2 separate regions of the Zea mays genome follow, and region 2 is linked to region 1. Evidence: chromatin contacts called from public Hi-C data. All regions are on one chromosome and are shown on one strand. The core of a region is the stretch at or near the end of the contact, and the rest is flanking DNA. Distances in the headings are between cores, read along the strand shown.

Region 1 (6,511 bases), core at 1,269-3,768:
AGAGCTACCGATTATAATAATAAAAAGGAAGGTTCAAAATAGGTAAACAACAACCTCCCCAAGAGTACTACAACAAAAATTCCTGTTCTATGAAACATCAGTTTTCAGTTCTGCAGATGCCTGAAATTTTTATGAGGTGTACGTAGAAGTGACAATTGACAATGCCTGAAGGTTTCGAGTCAAGAACCTCACTAGTTATGCATTTTACCATCATGATGTACAGTTGTAGTCCCAGCAAGTAGTAGTGAAAACATGGTTGAATCTACTAGAAGGTAGGGGTGCAAATCTACTAGATGACTTGTACTGGATTGAACATTCCTGTGAATTAATAGCGGTTTCTAAACAACATGTATTGCTTTTTGTTGTAAACATAACTGTCTCATCTGACCTGGAAATAGAGCCTATGTATCATTCCTACTTCACAAGTTTGTCCAGGACGTTTCATTTACTTCTCATTTGCAGCTTTGTACAAAGACAGCTTCATTTTATACTTGAAACTAAGTGACATCAAAAGAGTGATGCATCCTATAAAGCTTATGTGGAAATATGGTTCAAGAGAACTCGTGCCAGAAGCTCTGCTCAAGCCACCAGCTATTTGAGTTGACAAACTCTGGTCCTTTTTTTGAGGGTGGAGCAAGCTTTGAATCAGATCAATGGCTTGAAGCTCAAGGCCAAATGTCCGCCGCGCAACTGGTCACCTCGTTGGACTTTCGGTTATCCAGACTCTCTAGGCTTGCAGTGCTCTGTACTGGTGAGTTCTGTACTCGTGTACCTGCGGTTGGACCCCTGAACGCATCACTCCCTAGTAAATCCAACCCTGTGAGCACATTCAAAGCTTGGCACATCTTCCTTGAGTTCACGTATGGTGCCAGGCCAAGGTCGCCTAGGCCACACGATACAGCACTTCTCGCTACCATATCCTCTGCCATCTTTACCTGCAAATTCAAACGGGTTGGTTACTGTTAGAGAGCTGCAAAGTTTGTGATCTTTCAGTGTTCTGGCAGCTGTGAGAAGCGAACTGGTCACCTTAATTCTTAACGCTTCTACATCGGATTTGAGGATTCTGTTGTCTGTGACTGCAGTACTGAACTGTTGGTTGGCATCTGAAAGTTGCTGGAACAGTGTTGCGTTTTCACCTTTGAGTCGTTCAACCTGATAACGAGGCAACATGTCAGTGCGCATCCTACAAACTTGCAGTATACATCATTGGTTGGAAGTCATTCCTGGCCAGGTGAGTGAGGTGGTTATGGTACCTGTGACTCAAGGTCAGACAACTGTGCCTGTTTCCTCCTCCTAGACCGCCGCGCAGACTCCCTATTGGACACCATCCTGAAATTTACAGGAGCAATGCACCCCACAACAAAAAGTGACCTCTCTGCTCAGACATTTGTTGGAAACTTGCATAATTTTGCCACAGGCTTGATCTATTCGTACCTTCTTATTCGCTTCGTCTCAATGGATCTGTTACCTCGCTCGTATGGAACTCCCTCTACCTCATACAGTGATTCGCTGTCGGAGTCTGACTCGCTTTCAAGAGCATGATTGGCTGAGGTGGTTAGCCCGGGGCTAGCTGTGACCAGTGCAATACGGCAGGTGAGCAATACTTGACATGAGTCTAATTTGGGTGTTTTCGTTTTTTTTTTAAAAACCCCGCATAGTTTGGATGTGATAGTAGTACTCTAAATCGGTTCGGCAAGCTGTTAACATACATTCAAATAGGCCTGTTTAGCAGGCAGGAATTTCCCTAGAAGTTTCGACAAATGAAAACACTGATCTGTTAAAAACGCAATAGGATTCATGTGCAAACTGTCATAAATAGTTGATGGTTGTGGTGTCACATAATATCTGACCAACAGTTGATCACAATTACTTTACCCTTTGTACAGAGGTCACAGCATTTGACGACACAGTTAAATTCCAGTTTGTATAGATTGCAGGAGCAGGGCAGTATCATGTTTGGCGCTTACCGGATATGGACGCCGCCTGCGACATGACTGGGTTCGGCGTGCGGACGTTCCCGTACCACCAACTGCCTCCATCCATGGTGTCCTGCTCGGGCGCGAGAAGATCCTTCGTTAATGAAATCACAATTAAGTGTAGCGAACTCTACCTATCTTCTTTGTATAAGCACAGATGCATTTTCAGTTGCGAGAGTTGCCGCTGTTGCTGCAATCACATTGCTCGTGGTTGGCAGTGCTCACCGAGTCGGCGAAACCGAAGCCGGGTGAGAAGACGCCGCTCCCTCCGGGATCGCTTGATCCACCGCACCCCGGACTGCTACCTCCGGCGGCGGCGCGGGCGTCCTCGCCGCTCTCCCGGATGAACGCCTCCAGCTCCAGCTCCGACGCGCACTTCTTCATTCCGGCCTGCCAGTGGACCAACTCTCGACGCAGACCGCACCTGTGCCTCCCGTCCCGGCGTGGTGGTGTCGTCTCGTCTCGCCGGCCGGCGTGCGGACCTGCTTTTGAAGGGCGGGGCGCGGACAGAAACCCGGTGGTACGTGGAAAGGTTGGTTGGGGTGCTGGGGGATAAACCGCCTCGTCAAATGGATGGTGACGCGGGATGACTCGGATCCGCGTCGGCCTTGGCGAGGCAACGACGCCGATGCGGGGGCACGTGCGTGCCCGCCGACATGAGGGTCCCGCGTCCGGTGGGCCGTGGCTGTCACGGTGCGGGGTTCAGGTCGGGTGGGACGAGGCGGCGGCGACTGTCATGACGACCAGACCAGCGGCGCGCGGCCGTCCGCGCGTATCTCGCGATGAAAGCGAGGGAGGCGCGTCCGAGTCGGCACGGGGCTCGGGATCCGCCTCGTGGGCCTGGGGGCCCGCCCGCCGTGTCCGGGCGGCCACACGATCCGTGGCCCGGTGAGTGGGCGATGATGTGGCGCGGGTTGACCCGGGAAGGGACTGAACGCAATCGTGGAGCTGCGTCGGACTGGACAGCGGCTGCCGGGCTTTTCGAAGCCATCCAGCTCCGTGACTGATACAGTCATACAGGCTCGGTGGACGGTGGTAGATATGCAATTATGGATGCAGATGTTTCACACCCGGTATCCATTAGTGTTACAGATATGCATATTCATATTTGATTTAAATATAAATATTAAATAAAATGTATTCGCATTTATTTTATTTATAATTGCTTGTTCGCTTGGTTTTAATATGTACCGGCTTCTAATACTTCTACCGTGTTTTGTCTTTATAGATTGCAGCTACATCTGTCCGAATAGCCGACTTTAGTCTAAAGCGAACATTCTTATTTTAAAACCATCTAAATCATAAAATTATCATAAATGCAAGTTCTTACCAATGAAACAAGTATTGGCACATTTTACCCAAACTCAATAAGTTATCATGCATGTTGTATGGCCCTGTCCCTAATAGCTCCCAAATTGTACTACCATAAAGTATTCATAGTCCCTACCTTAGTGGCTACATCATCTATATAGATATATTTGGAAATGTCTTTGAGGGCACTGCTACTTTACACCATTTTATGGTCAGATGTAAGATTAGGCTCCACTATGTCTGTTCTGTGTAGATTTTTGTTGTGGGTAAAATCTAAATGGATCATTACATGCAGATCGGTGTGGTGATGTTGATCAACCCGTTAATAACATTCTTATGTTGCATAACATAGCTGAAAACCAACGTCTCAACCCCTGTTTCTTAAAGTATGTCGTGTTCTATATAGCTTTATATTGTGGTTCTACTGCTACATCTATGACATATTTTGTTAATGCTTATTCATTTGATCCGTGTAAATAAATTACTAGGTTATTCTTGTTTTTTGAATTACTTTCATGATTTATGGCATTCTCATGGTAAAAGCAAGATTCCGCATGGACTTTAGAATACGTTGCAAATCTCTATCCAATATACATATCATTCATACATGTTGGTCACTCGTTCTCAAATACTGTGAATCAAGAACAAGGAAACACAATTGTTAATTATTATGGACCTTCGTCTTCCGAAGCATTATCTCGTCATTGGTATAATGATCATCAGACGAAGGTCATGACAGACATGCCTTTATCATTTAGTATGTGAAAATGAATGCGAGAGGACAAAGACAGTAATTGCATCTCATTAATTCCTTCACATTCATATTCTATAAAACATGTATGAATATCAACATAATTCATATTACATTGATACATTCGGCTTATTCGAAGGTGAAGACGTGAGAGAGTGACTATCATTCAGCGTGAACAGTAAGGTGTTACTGTTCATCTATTTATAGGCACGGGACGCAGCCCAGGTAAAAGTACATTTATGTTCTCAATATTTACATATGATCAAAATACAAGTCATTAAGGACTAAGTAGTCTTTTCCTCTTTCGGGTCAGCATCATCATTATACTTCATCTCCGTTATGAGCCGAAACTGTCCATCTGGTGATAGCTTCAGCGTTTATTCTAATCCTCTTTAGACCCGGTCTTCATTTTGTGTGCCTTCGTCATGAGGAAGAGGCTTGCATTCTGAAGACGAAGCTTCCTGTGATGACTTATGCTGAAAAACAAATGGTTAATTATGTTTTTGAGGACCTTTGTAAGGAGAAGGCCCCTAACAATACATAAAGATTTACCATATCTTTCTCTTATCTGTTGAATCGATAAAATATCGGTTATCAACTTGGAATATATGAAGGGTGCATCAGCGATAATAATAAGTCGTTTATAACTTAATATTTTCTTATTGTTAATGCTATTTTTTATACTGTCATATTGAAGTAGATTTGGCTGGTGTAGAGAAGCAAGGCCTTGATACTGAAATACCCCATTCTCAGTGGCTTATGAAGGTAAGGTAAAATACGTTAGCACTGTGGAGAAACATTAATAGGGTATTTGTTAGGTGTATGTTAATATCATACAATGATTTATAAGATTGATTGTTTATTTAAGCATCCTGTTTCATAGGTGTTGAGGGTCTTCTTCTTCACTGAAGGTCTTCAAGACAAAAACACCTTCGGCAAGATGATACAAATGCTCGCCGAAGCTATCATCAACCTCGTCTTTGCTTCTCAAGACGAAGACTTTGTGTACAAGCAACGTTGCAGAATGCCGAAGCTCAATAGCTTCGGCTCGGACCAAGCAAAGAAATAAAAGACTAAATAGACCTTATTAGCTTTTGTTGCTTGTAAATAAGCGTTTAAGGGTACGGATGTAATTTTACCCGTGTTGCGTCCTGTGCCTATAAATAGATGAACAGTAACCCCATATAGTTCACGCTGGACTGTATTCACTTTCCCGCATCTGCACCTTCGAGCAAGACGAAGGTATCAATGTAATATTAACATTGTTGATATTCATTTATGTTTTATAAAATGCAAGAATAAATGAGTTAATGAGATGCAGTTATCATATTTATTCTTTCGCACTCATATTCACATAATAAATAATGAAGGTATGTTCTTCTTGACCGTCGTCTAATAAAATATTATGCTCATGAGGAGATAATACTTTGGAAGACGAAGGTCCGTAATAATTAACAATTGTGTTGCCTTGTTCTTAATATACATCATTTGAGAACAAGTGACCAACAATAGAGTATCTGCTTAGATATTTCATAAACATCAAGGATAATATGAAAAGATTTATCTCACTATGGAAAGAATGCCAACTATTATGAAACGGATATTGAAATGTATGACAATATTTTTGAGGTTGATGAAAATATGTGTTGTTAGTTTTTATATAATTGTTGCGCAATACTATTTTATTGAATAATTTGTGTGTTGTCACCACGTACGGACAATGTACTATTTATAAAACGTGCGTGAGACTACTACAAAGTTCTAGAGGCAGTTTAATTTTAATTAACAGCGTAACACATGGTCATACATATGTTATTATATTGCTCTTTTTCGTTGCAACGCACGGTTATTTACCTAGTTTTTGTTAAGTACTCTACTAAATAGACTTTAAATTAGTTAAACACTCTTGAGATGCTCCACCAAATCCTAATATTTGTGGAGTTAAAAAAGTTACCTACCATATCACTCGATAATAATAAGAGAAAACGACTCGATCATTTCTTTCATGTGCCTCAGCCCTCGCCATGTGTTGTCTCCGTCTCGGCGGAGCCCTTAGTTTTAGAATCTTTATTTTTTTAGTTTCATGGAGCTATTCCAAATACATGTACATAAAAAAAGATGAAACAGAAATATACCACTCCAATTTTGAAAAGTTAAAATCTAGTTCATTTTCATATGACTTCATGACAACGAAATGAAGTAATGAACTAACCAAAAGTTAAATACCTAAAAAAATCCCCGTGAACCTGTGATCCTATGATAGACGCTGCCATACCAAACAACCAGCTGTTCTTTCCGAAAGGTGGTAGTGGCTCGATTTGTTTTCATTATCCGGAGGCCGATCAGATCAGGGTTACCTTACCTTACCTACCTACTTGATGTGTGATGTGTGTAGTTCAGTGGCAGTGAAGCCGTGGCCATTATAGCTAGATAAATTTAGCTATCATCAGAAGAAAAACATATGAAGTAGACT
Region 2 (6,511 bases), core at 1,798-4,297, 150 kb after region 1:
AATCTCGATAAATGATGGATCTCTCAGCTCCGTGAAGGTACTCGAGCCCCCTTGCAGCACCCAATGCAATCTTCATGCGTGTTGACCATGGCATATTAAGGCAAACCCCTGCAATGTTACAGGCAAGATAAAATCAATGGGAACACCCTCTCGAAATGGAAATATAGATATAACTGACAATCAAATATGTGGAAGCTTGATTAGCATATTGTCCTGTCACCACTTGAATACTAACATATCTTACAGGGAAAAATAGCAAGTGTGCTTTTCAGACCAATCAATGATGTTGAAAATTAGATTCAGCAGATACAAGACTAACATCCACTGTAATGCTGGTGCAGTAACTATTGGCATTCATTTACTAACATATTAATTTCATTTTCTTAATAATCAAGTTACCATAATAACTCCAATCACATATGATCACCTGGCCAACTTTGTTACGGGGTTTAGTACATAAATTGAAGTGCTAGTTGGATCCAACGACTCCGACAAGTTCAAACAAATACTACCCACTATCATTTCAAAAACAAACCTTAACATTTGGAGATTAGATTTGTAGTGTAGATGACTAAGTTAAGCGACCATGCACAATAGTTGCGTATGAGATTAAACTGAAACTAATACCAATTTCTTTCCTACTGATGATTTGTCCCAAGGCAAAAAATGATACACCCCTACGCTATGTGGAATAATGAATGTTAAAGAGGTAGTGCAAATAGTCTGTTAGAGCTTACGGCGAAAAAGGTGCTTTTCGAGGCTTCCACAAGCCATGTACTCATAGACAAGCAGTCTATGTGAACCCTCACAGCAATAGCCAATCAATTCAACAAGATTTGGATGACTAAGTTGCCCAAGATAGTTGACTTCTGCCTGAAACACATCAAAAAACCATTAGTGCTCCAACAATCACAGTCTATGTGAACCCTCACAGCAATAGCCATAGCCAAACAATTCAGCATAGTTTTCACTCTTGTACATCTAGTGTGATGCGAAAGTTATTTCTTAAAAGGTAATCAAGGAAAGTGGCTTTCCAATATATATTACAAAGAAAAATGTTATCACTAAGTAAAACTTCAAAGATATGATCAGCTACCCTCAAAAGATTTCACATGGGCAAGAAATTAAAAAGACTTCTTTTCAATGTACATTACCAAAGCAAGGTTTAGAAACAGGAACAGAGCAAACATTGGGACTTACAAGCCACTCCTTGTCCCCTTGAAAGCCCTCTGGGTTTAGTTCTTTCACAGCAACCTGTCTCGATGGGAAACCTGCTCTAACATTTTCATCAATTACACCTTTGTAAACAACTCCAAATCCACCCTCTCCAAGAATTTGATCTGGCCGGAAGTTTTTTGTGGCTGCTCTTAATTCGTCATATGTGAAAATATTCACATTTCCATATCCTTCTACTTGCAGGTCCACCACATCTTTTGGAGGAGCAAGAACACTTGCTACAGCTTTAGAATCAGATTTAGACTTCCGCAATCCATCTGCTCCAGCAGCTTCAGCTGATAGAAATTTCAGAATTAACTTCATCAGGAGAGGAAAGCTTGTACATATAATCAATGCATTTCTTTAAGATGCAATCATCAATCCTTCAGTCCTTGTAGACAATTCTTTTTTTTCACATTAGTCCATGGCGTGCATGCCAATAAGAAGGCACAACATAACACGGTCATAATGATCTTAAGGGAAGATTTAAAATGGTTTCACGAAAGCATTTATGATCACAAGATAACATAAGCAGGATAGTACATGTCATGTCTTCCCCTGCATTTTTGGACAAGGCAATTTCTACTGAAACTCTTGAAGATATCAGCACAACTGCAGAGCTACCCATCATCAAAGTTTTGCTTTATAGGTTTGTCGTCTTCAGGATTAATTTGAGACATGTTTGACTAGCTTATCAAGAATCAATTCAAGATCAAGTTACCAGAATTGTCCAAGCACTACCTTGCAGGTACCAAATTATCTGCAAACTTTTCTGATGTTATTTGTACATCAAAATGTGAGCTGAGATTGTCTTATTCTTCCCCTAAAGTATGCCTTGAATGCAACTCTACAAGCAATGCATGGGTTTATTATGATATCACAGGTCTTCCACAGGACATCAAAGAGCGAAATTACACCATGTAAAGTTTGGGCGAAAAGAAGAAATTTGGTACTATAGAGCATAAAAATACGACATTGAAAAGGGAAAATTTAGGCCAAAATTGCTATGCATGGCACATCTCATCACTAATCACTTGTTACATGACATGAGTTCACAAGCATCGGGCATTTCTGTTACCCCCTCCCTCCCTCATCTTAAGGTGATTGTACCAAAACCCACTAAGCAAACGATAGCTAATCCACAACTAAATTACACAGGTGACACAGCAACTGATAGTAAACGCAAACTCTGTCACGCGGGCGGGGTCGAGGTGGCGGGAAGCAGGTGGCGGTGGCGCGGCGCGGCGCGGCGAGGCGGCTGGAGCCGCCGGCCGCGGGTGGTGCTAACCGGGGGCGGGAGCGAGTACGACGCCGGCGAGGTCGCGCGTTCACATGGGAATATGGGATGGGAGTAGGACAAGCAGAGAGCACGAACCTGGCCTGCTCTGGAGCCGGTGCTCCTCCTGCGAGAGGCATCCGCCCATGGGAACCTCCAAGATCGCGCCTTTCCCTCCAATCGAGCCCTAGTCCCTCCTTCCCATCGCCCGCCGCCGGCCAGATCCACGCCTCCAACAGCACCTTCGCTCGCACACCAACCGGAACCGACCTACTCGCAAACTCCCGCGGCTACCAACAGGCCACCTCGTCTGCCACAATTCCACCGGCGGCGGCAACCTGAACCGGCGCACTCGCGGCCCGAATTCGCGTAGCTCCTGCTGCTCTCCACGCTGGGTGCGCGTCCTCCACCAACCTGTCCCTCTGCCCTCCAACGCGTGGTTTTACTCCACTACCATCACTTCTTGGCCTTTATTTTCCGTGGGGGCTCCGCGTTGGAACGGCGAAGCGAAAGCGAGGGATGAGGAGAAAAGGGCGAGGAGGCGGAGTAGCTGTGTGCCAGAGCCCAGAGGGTTGGAATAGGTAAAAGAAAGCTGCTGCCGCGTACTACAAGAACAACAACGCGGGCCGCGGGGGCGGGGCGGGGCGGGGCGGGGCGGGGCGAGGCGACTAGGGGGTGAGCCGTTGAGGTTGAGGCAGTTTTTTTTTATCATCTTTATTGTTGCAACCGCGGTTGGGCTTTTGGTTGATGATGGATATGGTTAGAGAAACAATAGACAAATAAACAATGGCAGTGGTTTGGACTGTAATTGAATGGGGTTTAGTTTCTGCGAAACAAACACAGTTTTACGATTGTTCATCTTACTGCTTCATATATTACATATCCTGATATGACTATGATTATTACTTCCAATATTGTTAAATGCTTTAAAAACTTATGATTTAGATGAATAAACCCATATACGACCTTTTAGCTTCACTGTGTTTACTTAAACCATATTTCATGGAACTAGATTAATACTCATATTTTATAGTCTATGCTTGCCTACGCGAATTACATCGTGCAAGCAATTTTGTTTATTGGTGCAAATTATTACTCACTTCGTTATTTTTCCTTTATCGTGTTTTAGTTTAAAAATAAACGAGTGACCGATAAATATTTGACAAAGGAGGTAATATCTATTTTGCTTCATCTTCTTAAATTTGCCACTATGTGTGTCTCTTAGGACATGATTAACCTAGCATAACATAGATATGGTCATAGAGCCTATTACCCATAGATGACTCATTAAATAATACTCGTTGCACATGAGTAAAATAATGACCATTCTAAGGAACTAGTTGTGAAGTAAATTAAACAAAAAAATTTATGAGTTCTAATTGGACGAGAGTAAATCAGAGTTCTTTCTACATTTAAAGTTTGCATCTTAGTTAAAACAACGTTTTACTATAACTGAAGCAGAACAACATGATATCACGATTCTAAGCTGCAACTTTCTGATACAGAAATATGTTTGTCATTTCATTTTGTTGCCTTTGGAAATAACGAAATGAAATCGTTTTTCCACAGAGGTACTTCTTTTCTCTAGTCATCGTTCCGAACAAAATTTGAACTCAGATTATTATCAATAACTTGTTTGAATTGGTTCAATCTACTCTAAAGGCTAGTTTAGCAACTTTATTTTTGAAAGAGTTTCTCATTTTTTCAATAAAAATTAGTTCATTTTTCCTTGAAAATAAAAATCCTTAAAAATGGGATTGTCAAACTAGTCCTCGCATGTCTTGAGTGTTCGGGTCAAATTTTGCTAGAAAATATTCATGAATGTTCCTTAAATATTTTCGTGACATAATTCATGACGCCATGTTCAACTCTCATAAAAATCAAGATTAACACGCAACGTGAACGTGGACAAAATAATTATGGAGAATTAGCGGGTGGCGCTTTTCGTGAGCCCTTCGATACGAAAGCTAGTTTTAGGACCACTATAAAATCCATGGGCTTACTCACTTTAATTTGTTTTCATATGGTAGCTGATGAATAGGCAATCATCACTATTACAACAAGTATAACTAAAGGTATGTTTGAGAGGGCTTTATTTCAACAGTTTTAGGTTTGTTCTAGCTTCATCCATTCAAACTGGCATATTTCCAAAAGCTCTAGCTTTAAAAAAGTGAAACTCAGTTTCATGAATTTTTTTCATAGGGGGCTCCAAAAAAACATTAGTTTCATATATCATTATAAAATTGCAAGAAAATTAATCACCAAGTTAATAGTTACATAACATACCGCTTCAATTATCTCGCATGAAACATGAAGAGTAATCAAGAGAACTCACGCAAATCAGTTTTATTACAGAAGCTGGAGTCCATGTGCAAGCCAAACATTCACAAAACCTACCTCAACAATTTGCTCAACAATTTGCAGAAGTTGTTTTATAGTGATACTGAAAAAACCAAAGCTGCAATATTTGAAGTGAACCTCTCTCAAATAGGCCCTAAAACAAGCACTAAATTTTTAAAATAGTTTTTTGCGGGAACAGAAATATTACATGCCAATCTTAAAAATGTGTTGCTTGTTCTAGGTTCTACTTCTAAGAACAGAGGTAATCAAATTGAGATTTAACTAGGGTGAGTGGAGGTTGAATTTGGACTGCGATTCAGTAACTACTTAGGTGTTTATAGGTTGCTACAGTTTTTATGTATATCTGAGTATAGAGTATAAACTATAAAAACGTGTGTTATGTTGTTTAGGCGGATGTGAACGTGGGTTTAACGCTAACAAACATGTTTGAATTTGTATATAGTTGAAATAGTGGAAACTGATAATTCTCTTTTAAAAAAGAATGTACCTTGAGCTTCAGACTTGCAAGCAAGACGGTTCCCTTGTGGAGTCAGCCCCATACTACATAAAGAACAAAAACACAAACCGATCAAGCTGGACAAAGCATCGGCGAGGACACAACTAGACATACATGCCGGTAAACTGGGGCTAAGCTCTAGCCTCTAGCAATGGATCGAGCATCGCTTGCAGCTGCGGGCTGGTAGGTTCGGTCGGTTGTCTGCTAGTTGTTGGACCTAACCCAGGGCACCCACGACGGCCAGCTCCAGGGAGGAGGATGCGAGGCAGGCGGCGGTCGCGAAACAAGGGGCCCGGCAGCGCCCTGGCGGTGTCGCTAATCCCAGGTGCCCTGCCGATTAATCAACTGGCCACCACCACCCCGAGCCGAGATTAGTAGTAGCAGTTCGTTCGTGGCTCCGATCAGTGGGATGGGGTGGTAGAGCGACCAAGAACGTGATTGGTGTGGTTTCCGGTCGCCCGCCGCCACGGGCCACGGCCACCCCAATTGGCACCGGGAAATCCGAACCAAATCCAAGACGGCACATGCCGCGGCGACGCCTCCACATGGCCGCCCGCCCGAATTAGGGATGAAAACGGTCGGAAACGGTATTTACTCGGTAATCAGTTTTTTCTTTGATTGCGAATAAATAGGATATAGAATATACAATACAAATTTGTATTCTCGTTTTTAACATCCAGCTTGTTAAGATTCATAAAAGGTAAACCTCAAATTCATCCTACATTTTCTCAAATAATAGATTAAACTTCGGTATGGATTCGGAAATAAATTCGGTAATTTTTTCAACTTTTTGTGTTGTAGAGAGCAAATAATACATAAAACAACTTATATAATATTTTATTCATATTTATACTAATGTGCTTGATATCATAAGAAAAGATCAACATCAAATTTTATACATATCTATTTTAAAATATTAAATTTGTTCTAACAGTTCGGATTACCACTTTCATCCCTAGCCCGAATCGGCTTCGGCTTTGAAGGAGTGGGGATGGAGCGCGCCTGTGCCGATTTTTTTTTGTTTTTTAGTCTTTTTTCGATTTTTTTTACATTTAAATTCCTCGATGACTTAATTATTGTTTTGGACCTGAATCTTGGCGCCACACCTCATGGCGCCGAGCAACACGCCTCGACGTCAAGACCTGTGGCGCCGAGCAGGCTGA

What was found. A called contact is a pair of places that touch in the nucleus more often than the background predicts.
Region 2: a Hi-C map of leaf shows a contact between it and region 1, with 4 times the contacts expected there. The contact joins the promoter of LOC100382475 here to the promoter of LOC100284034 in region 1. A contact is called at or near these places in 9 of 25 Hi-C or Micro-C datasets (bundle sheath, ear, endosperm and 3 more).

The regions. Positions count from the first base shown.
Region 1 is chr9:113,614,610-113,621,120 of Zm-B73-REFERENCE-NAM-5.0, forward strand. LOC100284034 reads right to left here and starts at 2,519. Exons shown (of 6, transcript NM_001156932.1): 1 at 2,202-2,519; 2 at 1,968-2,049; 3 at 1,435-1,570; 4 at 1,254-1,329; 5 at 1,027-1,152; 6 at 176-935. The coding sequence starts at 2,360. The coding sequence ends at 666.
Region 2 is chr9:113,765,675-113,772,185 of Zm-B73-REFERENCE-NAM-5.0, forward strand. LOC100382475 (putative protein kinase superfamily protein) reads right to left here and starts at 3,048. Exons shown (of 6, transcript NM_001175215.1): 1 at 2,591-3,048; 2 at 1,201-1,511; 3 at 738-873; 4 at 1-108. The coding sequence starts at 2,639.